4 separate regions of the Mus musculus genome follow, and all the other regions are linked to region 1. The links are chromatin contacts, called in public HiChIP or PLAC-seq and promoter capture Hi-C maps. All regions are on one chromosome and are shown on one strand. The core of a region is the stretch at or near the end of the contact, and the rest is flanking DNA. Distances in the headings are between cores, read along the strand shown.

Region 1 (3,281 bases), core at 294-2,793:
TGTGGCTCACCCGGTAGACAGTGAGGGACAGACTGCAGAAATGGGCGTGGGGGCTCAAGATTCCTTCTTAGAAACCCATATCCCTGGTTCTTTGCATTACCCCAGCCCTAGGTGGGCAATGCAGATCTGTTCTCCCCCTCCTCCGCCTTTGCCCCCTTTGTAGAAGATTGCAAAGCCTGCGGCACTTTCGCCAGACAAAGCCAAGGTTACCTCTGCTTCCCCACCCAAGCACCAACAGGCCAAACCATTTCCTTTCCCTCTTAGATCGCAGGATGCGGGGTGCAAACCCTTGAACACAAACACGGTGTCTTAGGCTACCTTAAAATGATCCCTGGGTTCAAGGCAAAAACTAGGGCTGCAAATCTGAGCCAAAGAAAAGCGGGCACTGGAGCCCTGTTTACAAACGGCTGGTCTCCTTTTAGCTCTTTTGTTGTATTTCGGATCTGGCTCAAGACTGATAAACCCGGCAAGCCTGTCCTCTGCCCAGGCGCCATCAGCTTGGGGCCAGGTCTGGCCGGAGCAGCGGGAGAGAAGCCCCGACCCTTTCAAGGCAGGGATATCCCTTCTAAAAGCCGGGTGGAGCAGCACCTGCGGAGTATGGGCTCTGGGCTCCGCTGCCCGGGCTCTGCTCTGGGCACCCGAGCGCTCCCTTTTCGAGGTTTTACCGGACTGCACGCCCCGCTGGGGTGGCAACTCTGTTCATACCGACCTTTGCTTTCCTTCTCCTGCACTTCGGGACTGGACACGGAAACCTCAGCCAGGCAGCTCCTGTCTTCTGGAAGGCCGCCTTTGGCCTCGGGGCTCTCCACTTGGGAGACTTTAGTGGGCTCCTGGCCGCTCGCGCTTTCGTTCATCTTCTTTTCCATCTGCAGCTGGGCAGCCGAGAGCTGCGGCTTGGCCGCGCCACGAGGGTTGAGCTGGAGCATGACAGTGGAGCTGCCTTCGGGGCTGTTATTGTACTCTTGGGTTTTCCCGGTGGCGTAGGTCTGACTCAGTCTAAAATATCCAGGGACAGGAACCTCGGGGTTCTCAACAGGACAAGACTCGGGGACCAGCCTCTGGTACGAAGGGACCTCGGCAGAAATGAGTTTGTTGCGCTTATCAGAATACATGCAGCAATTGGATTCTTCTTTAATGTTGGCGGTGAATGAGCAAGTGGGGACTTGCTGTGTAACAGGTTGCTCTATTCGACAAGATCTGTTCGGGTCTGTCCAACTGTCTACTTGAGGTATATAAGGATGTACATTCATACCCATATTTTGGTGGTTCACTTCTCTTTTGGCCAAAGACGGGAGCAGTCCACAGGTTTGCATTCCATAGGTCCCCATGTCTGCGCTAGGTGGTGGCATGTACATGCTGGCGCTGCTCGAATAAAAACTGTCACTCCTGCAGGCACTGATCAAGGAATCTACTAAAAAAGTATTAGCAGCAGGAGAGCTGTTGGGAAAGGACATTTTGGGGAGGAATTTGAAGAAGAGAGATTGTGTCCTTTGTAGGCTGACATCGCTAGGAAAACATTCCCGGTGTAATTGTGGATGCCTCTGCCGACCACATGACAACCAAGCCAATGAGATTTGAAAATGGCCTTGAGCCGCAGCCTCCTTGCAGGTCACGTGTTCCCCAGCCCGGCCGGCTGGCCGCGTAAGCACGGACAACAGCGACATCTACTAAGCGCCTGTGATAGTGCGCGTTGGAGACAACCGGCCCAGAGCTCTGCTGCCGGCCAGCCTGTCTCCCGGGGCTTGTTTGGCCGGCCGGCCTGCCCCACTCGAGTCCCCCACCCGGCCACCGGGCCCCGCCAGCGGAAGGAAAGGCTTGATTCGAGGGGCCTCCGGGAGGACACGCGTACTGAGGAAAGTCAGAGCGCTGTGGCGCCTGCTCACAGAAGCGCTCTCCCTGCACATACCCAGGCAGAACGCGCCCAAGAGGGCCGGTTCCCAGGAAGGGATAGGGGCGCGGGCTGGTTAATTTAGTACTGGGCAGCCAGGAAGGTGAGTCCGATTTCTCTAGTTCGGAAACATCCCTCCCTAGGGTTCCAAAGGGGGCTGTGTGAAAATCTTCAGTGCAAAGATTGGACCAAGGTGTCGGGGAAGCACTGGCGAATAGGGCCCCGAGGGTCGAGAGGCCACCACGCAGCTGGGCAAACCCGAAGCTCGGATGATGGTTCCAGCCCGTAGCTACCCCCTCCTTAGATCTTTCTGCTAGAACTAAGGGGGGGGGGGAATCGGCACCCACGAGCTCCTGGAGCCTTGACTCTGAGAGTAACCACACCCTGACCTTTGAGGACCGGCCGCTGGGAGCTTCCTAGCTTGGAGATAATCCTTCGCCAGCCGTTCCCTATTCGCGAAAGCGTCTCTCCGGCTCCCAGAAACAGCTAAAGCCAGATTTCCTTCCCCTGATAACACAGGGCAGAGAGAAAGGAAGGGAAAAAGAAATTTTTTTTCAAAAGAAAAGGGAAAACTCTGATCCCCGGACTCCACAAGTTTTAGAAAACCGGGCCAGAAGAAAAAATAAAAATAAAAAGAGGAGAGAGCAAAGCAAACTTGTCATTTAGATCTTCTGCAAAGAAAAATATGTTTTCCTTTTATGGATTTTGTAAAAGCATTGGTTTCTGACAAGTGCAAGGTACAAGGGGTTGTGGAATTTATTAATACATATTAAGAAGAATCAGGGCGATCAATAAAATTCTCATCTACATTCTTGGGCTACTTGGTAATTTTCTTGCTTCTGAAGGTTTTTAAAGAGTTATACCCGCTGTTGCCACAAACGGGAAGATATTTTATTAACAAATCAATCGAGACTTTGTAAAGGATAAGATTAATAGTTAAGATTTAGCATAATGGCGTTTGCTTTATGAATTATTGAAAATTATACTATTGATTTTTCCCCTCCGCTACTAACCAAGAAGGTCAATTTTTGTTTTAACACAAATCGTCAAATATTAAAAGCTATACTTTTGTCAGAAGTTAAATTTTATAGTTTTGGACGATCCCTAAAATTCTTTGACAAGGTTTTGTTTGGGCAAGAAGGGAATAAAGAGGGAGAGTCTAAGTCTTCCGTTTCCTCTGGTGAGGGAAAGTTTTATAAAGAGGATATGGTCTGGGGTTGTGGTCCAGCTCATTAAAGAACAACCACTGCCACAACCACCGTGGAAACTCAGAATTTTATGAGAAACTTGAACAACTTCCTCCCTTCTTCTTTGGTTGCAGGCGGCGAGCCGCCTTGCGGAAGCCCGGGGCCTTAGGACAGCAGCAGGGAGCTTTAACCTTGATTTCCAAAGA
Region 2 (3,407 bases), core at 835-3,334, 1.3 Mb before region 1:
TGCATTTTGAAAATGACCCTGCCCTCCATCTGTCTAAGCCAAATGCCCTGCTCTTTTCAAGCCAGGCCATTGGAGCCACTTTCCATGAAATAAGGAGGAGGACACAAAATGGCTACCCTCCTGTGTACTTTAGCTGCTGTGCTCATAGACAGACAGCAACACAGAGAGGTAGCCAAGAAATTTGGGAGAAAGCTGACAATCCTTTCGGTGTGTGTGGGAGGGGGTGGGATGTAAGTACAGTTTTTTTCATCATGTAAGTACAGTTTTGCAGACAGAGAGACTGAAAGGATAAAAGGTCATTTCCTGATTTCATGTTTATGCATCATAATTTAAGGCCAGCTTTTTCACAATAACAGTCTATGCATAAAGATTTTTAAATACTGAGTGTGAATTTCCAAATTCAAATGTCAGGCAGGGCAGCAGTTGTAAAGGAGACATATCATATTCTTTAATATGTGAGCATCACATACCCCCACCACAGACTTCACCTAAAAGGGTACCAGAAAATCAGAGTAATAGTAAACTCAGAGTGGGGATATAGAAGTAGTCCTTACCTGCTTTCTGTAAAAAAAAAAAAAAAAAAAAAAAAAAAAAAGATCTTTGGTGGACCAAAGGCCCACTCCACACACATAAAATGGGTGCAATCTGCTCCTTCCTTCTTATTGATTGCAGAAATGCCCCTTGTGTGATGACATCCAAGAAGTCACATGGCTGCAAATTCTCCACATGAGGGAAGGCTGAACGCACATAAAATCGGCTGTTATATGATAGGATTATACGATAGGAGCAAATGTATACCTGCTTCAGCCTTTTCCTTGTGATACCAGGAACTAGGGGATACCCAACCCCACTAGTCATTGTATATCTGTTTGAAAGTGCAATTGAGTCATGGAAGTCAGAAGCCTACTGCCCACACCAATTTACTTGATTGTTTCTATAGAAAAAAAAAAAAGGGACACAGCAATCTTTCCTCATACACACTTGGTGCCCTCATTTGGCAGGCCTTTACAGTTTCTTGGAGACATGAAGATAGAATGATTTGCCATTCACCGTTTCTCATGGAACCTAGTTCTTGGTTGTCATGGTTCAGCCTCTGTAGTGTTTGAATGAGAATGTCCCTCGTAGGTTCAGATGTTTGAACACTTAGTCCCCAGCTGGTGGCACTGTTGGGGAAGATGTGGCATTGTTGGAAAAGATATGTCACTGAGATTTTAAAAAGTTTCCGCCATCTCACCATCACACTATCTACCTCCATCTTGGAGGTGACAGAGAGCTGCTTCTGCTGAGAATCTGGGTCAGGAACTCAACTATGACTCTTTCAGAAGGTCTGCTTTAGTCGATTCTGGAGAAAGCCTGATTTGATGCTATTGTCTATCTGCTCCTTGGCTTGTGTGATTTTACTTAGCACAGTTACCCAACTAGACACTCTGATCTGCCTAGGACTCTCATTGGGAATCCTAGCTAACCTCTTCAATGGCTGCCCTAGTTGATTTCAACTAATATTTGTAAGCCTTCAATTTGATTATATTGAATTATCGATCTGATGTTTCTATCAGCTATTTCCTACTATTTTACCTTTGCTTACTATATTCTTAATAAACGGACGTTCAAAACCCAAAAACAAACAAACAAACAAAATGCCCGCCATTTGTAGATCATTTTCTACTTGGTGCAGAATGCTTGGTCACTGTACTATTCTATTAAGAAGTACACACTTAGTTCGGCACTAACGGATAATTCAGCAGATTTCAAAATATACAATAGGGAAAAAAAGTACAAGCCTCAAAAAACCTCCAGGGACCCCAGGCCCTAATCAGGTTACTGCTCTTCCACAGAGAGGTCACACTATCTAGCTAGAAAACAAGCAACGCTCACTCGTTCTAACGAGTAAAGGGAGTCTAAAACTCCTACTAACGGCCTAAAAGTCTTATGACCTTTTCCTATCTGAATTGAATACACAAACAATACGCCAAGTCCCCAGATTTCAGTACTCGTGAAATAAGACTACAACTCCCAGAATGCAAAGTGGATACGTCCCATTGGGGAAGTAACAATGTTGCATGCCGGGAGAAACCGGGAGTATAATGTCTGGACTACTTGCAACAAGTTTCTGTCCCTTCTCCGACTTCTGTCCCAACCCAGTTTGTAATCTTATAAGACAAAACAAAAAAATTCAGGGATTATGTCAACGGTTCCTAGTCATGCGGAACAGATCCTTTCTACCTCAGACCTAACCGCCACCCGCTGGATGAACTTCCGTTTCCGGTTACCTAGTTTCCTTGGAAACTAGCACGCGCTACAATTTTGGCGGCTATGGCGTGGCAAAGCAGCTCTAAAGTTCCCGACGGTGAGTTCACAGCGGTGGTGTACAGGCTCATCCGCGACTCCCGCTACTCAGAGGCGGTGCAGCTGCTAAGCGCAGAGCTGCAGAGAAGCTCCCGCAGCCGCGCAGGGCTGTCGCTGCTGGCCTACTGCTACTACCGCCTGCAGGAGTTCGAGCTCGCTGCAGAGTGCTATGAGCAGCTGAGCCAGATGCACCCGGAACTCGAGCAGTACCGCCTGTACCAGGCCCAGGCGCTGTACAAGGCCTGCCTGTATCCAGAAGCCACCAGGGTCACCTTCCTCCTGGACAACCCCGCCTATCAGACTCGAGTCCTTCGTCTCCAGGCTGCTATCAAGTACAGTGAAGGTGACCTCCCAGGAGCCAGGAGCCTGGTGGAGCAGCTGCTGAGTGGGGAAGCTGGAGAAGACAGTGGAGGGGAGAATGACCCAGATGGTTTGGTCAACATGGGTTGTCTGCTCTACAAGGAGGGACACTATGAAGCTGCCTGCTCCAAGTTCTTAGCGGCCCTGCAGGCTTCTGGCTACCAGCCTGACCTTTCCTACAACTTGGCATTGGCCTATTACAGCAGTCGGCAGTACGCGCCTGCTCTGAAGCATATCGCTGACATCATTGAGCGTGGCATCCGTCAACACCCAGAACTCGGTGTGGGCATGACCACGGAGGGCATTGATGTTCGCAGTGTTGGCAACACTGTAGTCCTTCACCAGACTGCTCTGATTGAAGCTTTCAACCTCAAGGCAGCCATAGAGTATCAGCTGAGAAACTTTGAGGTAGCCCAAGAAACTCTCACTGACATGCCTCCTAGAGCAGAGGAAGAGCTGGACCCCGTAACCCTCCACAACCAGGCTCTGATGAACATGGATGCCAAGCCCACAGAGGGCTTTGAAAAGCTCCAGTTTCTGCTCCAGCAGAACCCCTTTCCCCCAGAGACCTTTGGCAACCTGCTGCTGCTCTACTGTAAATATGAGTATTTTGACCTGGCAGCTGATGTCCTGGCAGAAAATGCCCACTTAACTTACAAGTTCCTCACACCCTATCTCTATGACTTCTTGGATGCCATGAT
Region 3 (3,034 bases), core at 387-2,886, 1.3 Mb before region 1:
TGAGTTTGAGTCGCCTTATATTCTCCCTATAACTGTGTTTATGTCACTCTGTAGACTGAGAAATTTCATTCCAGGGTTTTTTACCCTTTCCTCATTTGATTTTCCTGCAGGAGAAGAACTGAGTTCTTCGAGCTTGTCAGGAAAGGAGACTACGATTGGAGCATCACAAGCCACCGAGATGTGTTCCGGTGAGAAAAAAAGCACTCATTGTGCGGGCTTTCCGTTATTGGACATTTAGCCACACTTTGTTTGTGTACATTGGGAAAGTTTCAGATTATCAATTGAATAGAACCTAGGTAATTATCCAAAGTATTCTCCGAGTAGGCAGCCACACAGAGATTATTTCCCGAGCAGGAGGCACCACCATGTGCTACCCACAGTCGTGGCCCCTCTTGAACTCACAAAATCTAGAATGAGAATCCTTGGAGTGTGTTGGTAAATCTGGTAGCTTGCGATAAACACAGAATCCTGAGCCCTTTATTTACCTCGAGACAGTTACTTAATGTCTCCGTGCTTTTGCCTGTAAGAATAATCGCATCCAGCTCTGTGGCTACAGCGAGGGTTCTGTCAGAAGGCAGTTAGCCCTTTAGGTAGGAGAGCATTTTCATGCAAAAGCACGGGAAAAGTGAGCACTGCAAGGTGCTCCCTACAGAGGATCAGAACCCAACAATAGACAGCTGTCTTTGTTTGCAGAGAACTTAGCTTCTGGGTGTTTGGTGCTGCTTCTTAAATGCTGCTCTAGTCCAAGGGGGTGGTTGACGCTGGCGCAGCCTGACTCGCTGTGAATGATCCATTGTTAGCTGGGACTCTGCCCACTCCAATCCTGCTCTGCCATCTGGGCAGCAGACATGTTTCCAAGATGTTGAGATCCAGCAGGGTTTAAAATGCTAGCTGACAGCGGTGGGGCAACCCTCTGACCTTTCACAGCGTACCCTTTCTTCTGAGAGCAGCAGCCAGGGCACCTCCTGGACCCAGCCCTGGGCTACTTTCATCGTATACTTCCGGTACAGCTGAAAAAAAAAAAAAAAACCGGCAGACTGGAGATGAAAGATATACCTTAATTTTCACCCTTTCACCACATCTGATAATACTTCCAGCATGCCCTTGGTTCAGCATAAATCCTGGTTAAATCTGCCCTTGAGAACCTGATTCATGGCGTACCTGTGTTTTATGTATGCACAGATGAAGGAAAACTACAGCCAGATACATTTTTTGAGAACGTGTATAAAATATAGTGGACTCCGGGCAGTAATCCAGGTGACACAGTGTGGCTCTCTGCTAAATCGTGGCTGTGTGGAGCTACGCACATAAGAGAGCTTCTGCCACAGCGTGTCCCTCACCTCTTTGCCATGGGTTTCTGTCCTTTGTCGTCTGTGCTAAGTCAGTAAGCAGATTCATCGGCCACACAGTGTTAGACACCGAGATCACCTTGCTTATGGTTAAGAAAGGGAAACGCTCCTTGCACGTTATTTTAGCCAGAGCCTGCTTGACTCCGGTGTAGAAAGAGGGCTGCACTGCTTTCCTGGATTTGCCGCAGACAAAACAAAGCAAAGGGGCAAACAGGGAGGATGTGAGAAGCCTTTGTCTTCTAGGCAGTGTCCACTTCATGATGGAGAAGCAGAACCGGGGCACTATAAACAGTGTGACCCTTTGTTGAGGGAAGAAGATGTGGGCTGGCCCCAGCTCCTTATTTTCATATGGATCTAGGGTGAATTTGCTTAGAAATGCAACCGAAGATTATTCAGGCTGTTTGTTCTGTTCTGTTTTTCAGATCAATGTTAATGACAGCCTGTGACCTTGGAGCCGTGACCAAACCGTGGGAGATCTCCAGACAGGCAAGTGGTGATTAATGGCAGAGCTCAGCAGAGGAGGGACGGAAGGGTCTTTGAGAGGCACTGGTCTGGCACGGAGCCACAGCCGGCTCAGTCGGAAGGCAGCTCACCCCACAGTCTTTCTCTCCAGGGTCCCCCCTCAACAGTGCTATTTCTGGCTGCAAGATTTTGCTAATGTGCTAAATCTGAACAGCTCTTTGACCATTCCGTAAGCCAAACAGTTCGCAATACTGTTTTTGAATACATAACAGTGTTTTAGCACAAGATTCTATTTATCACTTACAAAAAAAAGAAAATGGAAAAGAGAAATTCTGTTTTTGTTTCAGGTACCATTTAAGTGTCAGAGAGGGCTCTATGGCCAACGCGTGCAGTGTCCCATTTAACTTTTATCAGGACCTATAGTAATCTTATAACCATAAGCACCCGAGCATCCTCTTCAAGCAACAGTAGTTTTAAATTAAGCAGCTCCCTAACTCAAGTTCCTTGATGATTAAGAGGAGTTAATAATAGCTCCTTAGGTTTTGTCACCCTCTTTGACTTAATTTTATTTTATTTTCTTGAGCCAGGGTGACTTGATAGCCTCTAGGTCGCTCTCAAACATTGGCTCAAGTGTTGCTCCTGCCTCAGCCTCCTGAGGTGGAACTAGCTAGCAGCAACCTCACCGAATTTTGTGAGACATCTATTATGTAGACTGTAGGCTCTAAAACAGTACCTTGAGAAATGACGTTTTGGAGGAAAGAAGATATATCCAGATATCAATAAATGACTGTTTTGTGCAAATGTTATTTTATTTAATCTTTTAAAAAAAAACTTTATGGTAGGTATACAATATGCTGGATAATCACCACACAAACATATCAAGTCAAAATCCCAGAAGCCTATAACTATTACCTGAGAAGAAAAGGACAGTTTTCTACTTGCAAGAGTGGATGTTGTAAGTGGTTATGGATCTAGGGTGAGTTTGCAGTTTGTAGTAAGGATTTGCTGAGGAAGAACAGCCTGATGATCCAGAGGAGTCCCAGCTACTATCACAAATGTCCTTGTAAGAGAGCAGAGAGCTCGGAACACAGAGGAGCAGGCAGTGCGAGAGTCAGACAGAGACTGTCTGGTGATGTCTACAGGGAGTGCCAGCAGCTCCCAAACACCAGAAAGAGGCAAAAACAGGAGGAGCCTTCAAAAACAGGAGGCGCACACCGCCAACC
Region 4 (3,303 bases), core at 494-2,993, 1.1 Mb before region 1:
TCAAACCTAGGTTTGTTTCCAGCCATTACAGTTGCCAATCGAATCTTCATCTCCATTCCAGTGTCCTTTCTAAAAAGTAACTCAGATGTTCTTTCCGTCCGCATCCCTGTCATTCTCACAGCTTCTGCCACACCTGAGTCCGGTAGTTCTCTAGTCCCCCACACTCTTTACCTGTGACCATTCTGTTTGTCTACCACGAGCTTTCTCCCCCTCCAGGGCTGTTTTCATTACAAACTTCAAGATTTACACAGAAACCCCTGGCTCAGAAAAGCCTTTATCCTAACAAATACATATACTCAAAACTAGGGTTAAATGACCATGAGTTTCAATTATCAGCTAAATTTCTTAAACTGTATTATTACTTTGGTGCCCTACAGGGAAGAGCACATTTCAGAATCCCTGCATTTCTGGCACAGTGTGTATGCAGTGAGAACTTAATTACATGGGTTGAATTCATGAGGCAGTCCATTTGATTTGCTTTTGATGTGTAAACTGTAACACAGGTACCTGCTACCTGCAGCACACTTCTTAACCTTTTCTTCTAATTTCTTCATCTGTAAAATGGAAGACTACTGCACCTACCTAATACCTTAGGAACGTAGAAGTAATGGAAATAGCACCATCTCCAGCACTTTGAAAGTACACATTCGAGTTAGCAAAATCTTTTTTTTTTTTCATTCTCCAAGTTTTTCCAAACTGATCATCTCAGAAAACACCATCTCTCGACAGCTTTCATCAGAGACAGAGATTCTCCTCCAATGGTCTTAAGGTTTTACAAACATTCCTCATTCAGACTCTTGTCTTTTAGCTTCTTAAAGGATCAGTAGCTGGAATACCAAAGTCTTAAGTCACTAACGCTTGCAGTCTACTGTATCTCACTCACTCACTCACTGGTTTCCTCCCTTAAAGTTAGAATCCATGACCACAAGGAAGTGGTAACCTACCCTACAGAAACCACTCACACCTCTCCCCAGAGTACCACCATCCCACTCCAGCTTGCTAGCATCCAGGCTTTTGAGAATTCGTAGAAATCTGATTATCTAGTGCAATTTTAAAACTCCTCGTCGTAGATTAAGACAATCCTCCTGCTACCCGTTCCAAGATAGAGAATGAATTTCCAGCCTCCAAAACCCAAAAGAGGGGATCCGCTTAAACCCTTTTCCCACTAGGTCATGAAATGTGTTTCCTTCAAAAAGAGACACCAAAATCCGGCCAAGCCATGCCGCCCCTTCCCGACAGAGTCCGGTGTGTCTGGTCCACTCCCAGCCCGCAAGCTGATGTACTCTCAGGGATCGGAATGCCTTCCGCCCACCCTGCCAACTCCCTGCCCACTCCCGTGCTCTCCTCTCCCACAGCCCAGGCCGCTCACGGCCTCCCGCCGCCAGCTCCATCCCGGGCCGCTACTCACCGCTTCTTGGGGATGGTGCCCGACTCTGGTGCGGCAGGAGTAGCGGCGGGCGACGCCCCGGCCGCCGACGCGGCTCTCCGCGCTTTGCACTCATTGGTACTCGGAGCCTCCTGGGGCCGGCCCAGCAGATGGCCCGACAGAACCCGCAGCCGCCGGCGCGCGCGGCCCGCGTCTGGGTCCCGCTCGCTCGCGCCCGCCTCGCCCGCCGCCGCCTCCGCCATGGCTTCCGCCTTGTGCCGCCGCCCGAGGCCGCTGGGCTCGGGTGAAAGGTCACTCAGAGCGGCGCCCCGCGCGACCATTCGCTGCGGCGCATCCCGGCAGTCACCGCGGCGACTGGCGGCAGGGGCCTTGCGCCTGGAGCTTCAACGGGCTCTGTCCCCGCCCACAGCAGCTTCGCCCCGCCCCTCCCCGCCTCGGCCACGCCCGCCGCCGCGCCTCGCCACGCCTCGTCCTGGCGTACCTGCAGAGCAGGTGAGTTCCAGCGGAGCCCGGATTGGCCCAAAGGGGCAGGAGGAGAGCCAAACTACACAGCACACCCGCAGTTGCCAAACCTATGGGTGTGGCATCTTGGATGTGGCCCGAGCGCCCGGAGGCTATTTTCTGGAACAGATGCCTAGGAGCCTGAATAGTGAGTGGGCCGGTGGTGCTGCTGATCTGGCAATGGAGCCAAACCTGGTGAACTTCCCCTAGGTCAAAACCAATCCTTTAAGCGATAGAGCCAGTGCCCCATCAGTCTCTAGGTGTCTAGCACTGTGTTCAGCACTCATGTGGAAGTGAGAGGACAACTTCCAGTTGTCTCTTTCCACCATGTGTATCCAGGGCATCAAACTCGGGTCATCAAACTTCGTGGCAAGTACCTTTACCTACTGAGCCGTCTTGCCCACAGGCTGTATAAAAACCACAGCCTTCAATCTAATGGTTGTTTTTTTTTTTTTTTTTTTTTTTTGGTTTTTTGGTTTTTTGGTTTGTTTGTTTACGTGAAAAAGTGTTATCTGCAAAAATACCATTGAGTTCGTTTTGTGTTAGCCAACAACTCCTAGGCATGGGGCCCACTCTGAAGTGTGGTTAATATACCTAGTGAGACTCCACTGGCAAAAAGTACTTTTCTTGTGCGGATGGGTACCAATTTCAGATAGCTTTTTGGTTCATGGTGGGACGCTGTGTCCACTTCAACCTCTCAGCTCTAGGATTCCATCTGGCTTGATCCCCTGTACATCCTTTGTGTGCTGTCACAGTTTCTGTGAGTTCGTATGTGAATTAGTTCTGTTGTATACAAAAGACACTTTCTTTGGAGTCATCCATCAGCTCTGACTCTTAGAATCTTTCCTCCTCTTCTGTGTCGATCCCTGAGCCTTGAAGGGAAGGTGTTGGGTGGCTTAGCATCTTTTTATACTTGATTTTTTTTCCAGATAATATAAAAGCTATAAAGGCCTAGTAACATCTATTTTGTGCATCTACCTAAGGTCTCTGTTGAATTCTCTTTGCTCTTCTGACTTTTAAGTCCATGAGAGCTCTGTTTAGGTGACCATCCTCTCACCAGGGCAAACCTGCTCCTGCAGGGTGTGACTGGGGCTGGATGCATGACTAAGAGAACAGATATGCATTCCTGAACATTTCATAACAGAAGAAAGAGATCCTTTGACATCATTCTCTGCTAGAGAAGTAGCGTCTTACTTAAAATAAATCAATAAGTAAACTTCAGTTTGCCTTCCAGTGCTGTGCACATGTTCATAATGACCATCCTGCCTTGCACAAGCTGAAGAAAACGATGCATTCATATCTATTGGCTTGGTAAAAGTCGCCAGAGAAGTTGGAGGTGACTCGGTCCAAGAATTAATGAGCTAAGGGTTTTTCCTAACCGCTGTCCCCTCCATTCATCCAGACATTTCTCCCAC

What was found. Promoter capture Hi-C pulls out the DNA fragments that hold promoters and counts their contacts. HiChIP or PLAC-seq counts read pairs in DNA pulled down with a chosen protein or histone mark.
Region 2: a promoter capture Hi-C map of embryonic stem cells shows a contact between it and region 1, with 3 times the contacts expected there. The contact joins the promoter of Ttc30a1 here to the promoter of Hoxd10 in region 1. A contact is called at or near these places in 15 of 39 promoter capture datasets (the 3T3-L1 cell line, 3T3-L1-derived adipocytes, the HPC-7 cell line and 10 more), 4 of 484 Hi-C or Micro-C datasets (embryonic stem cells, nephron progenitors, pro-B cells and 1 more), 5 of 115 datasets of contacts at active chromatin or transcription factors (astrocytes, differentiating embryonic stem cells, embryonic forebrain and 2 more) and 2 of 9 other capture datasets (liver and macrophages).
Region 3: a contact with region 1 is called in an H3K4me3 HiChIP or PLAC-seq map of craniofacial prominence, with 5 times the contacts expected there. The contact joins the enhancer-like site here to the promoter of Hoxd10 in region 1. A contact is called at or near these places in 4 of 39 promoter capture datasets (the C10 cell line, hippocampal neurons, liver and 1 more), 2 of 115 datasets of contacts at active chromatin or transcription factors (craniofacial prominence and embryonic forebrain) and 1 of 9 other capture datasets (adipose tissue).
Region 4: a contact with region 1 is called in an H3K4me3 HiChIP or PLAC-seq map of embryonic forebrain, with 5 times the contacts expected there. The contact joins the promoter of Agps here to the promoter of Hoxd10 in region 1. A contact is called at or near these places in 11 of 39 promoter capture datasets (the 3T3-L1 cell line, 3T3-L1-derived adipocytes, cranial neural crest and 7 more), 2 of 484 Hi-C or Micro-C datasets (both in cortical neurons), 8 of 115 datasets of contacts at active chromatin or transcription factors (the NIH/3T3 cell line, embryonic forebrain, embryonic midbrain and 4 more) and 1 of 9 other capture datasets (embryonic stem cells).

What each region holds. Positions count from the first base shown.
Region 1 is chr2:74,690,153-74,693,433 of GRCm38.p6, reverse strand. It overlaps Hoxd10 (homeobox D10), which reads right to left and starts at 1,543. Exons shown (of 2, transcript NM_013554.5): 1 at 710-1,543. The coding sequence starts at 1,454.
Region 2 is chr2:75,980,644-75,984,050 of GRCm38.p6, reverse strand. It overlaps Ttc30a1 (tetratricopeptide repeat domain 30A1), which reads left to right and starts at 2,084. Exons shown (of 1, transcript NM_030188.3): 1 at 2,084-3,407. The coding sequence starts at 2,314.
Region 3 is chr2:76,028,078-76,031,111 of GRCm38.p6, reverse strand. It overlaps Pde11a (phosphodiesterase 11A), which reads left to right. Exons shown (of 20, transcript NM_001081033.3): 16 at 111-188; 17 at 1,772-1,835. Among named protein-coding and RNA genes, the nearest start is that of Gm52518, 6.9 kb to the left of the region's middle. Within about 2 kb of position 1,636, at least 117 of the 459 cell types and tissues checked have an H3K27ac peak or open chromatin away from gene starts, as enhancers often do. A contact at or near this core is called in craniofacial prominence, embryonic forebrain and hippocampal neurons, where this site is marked.
Region 4 is chr2:75,830,617-75,833,919 of GRCm38.p6, reverse strand. It overlaps Agps (alkylglycerone phosphate synthase), which reads right to left and starts at 1,743. Exons shown (of 20, transcript NM_172666.3): 1 at 1,409-1,743. The coding sequence starts at 1,707. Gm34861 (a long non-coding RNA gene) reads left to right here and starts at 1,733. Exons shown (of 3, transcript XR_866490.3): 1 at 1,733-1,879.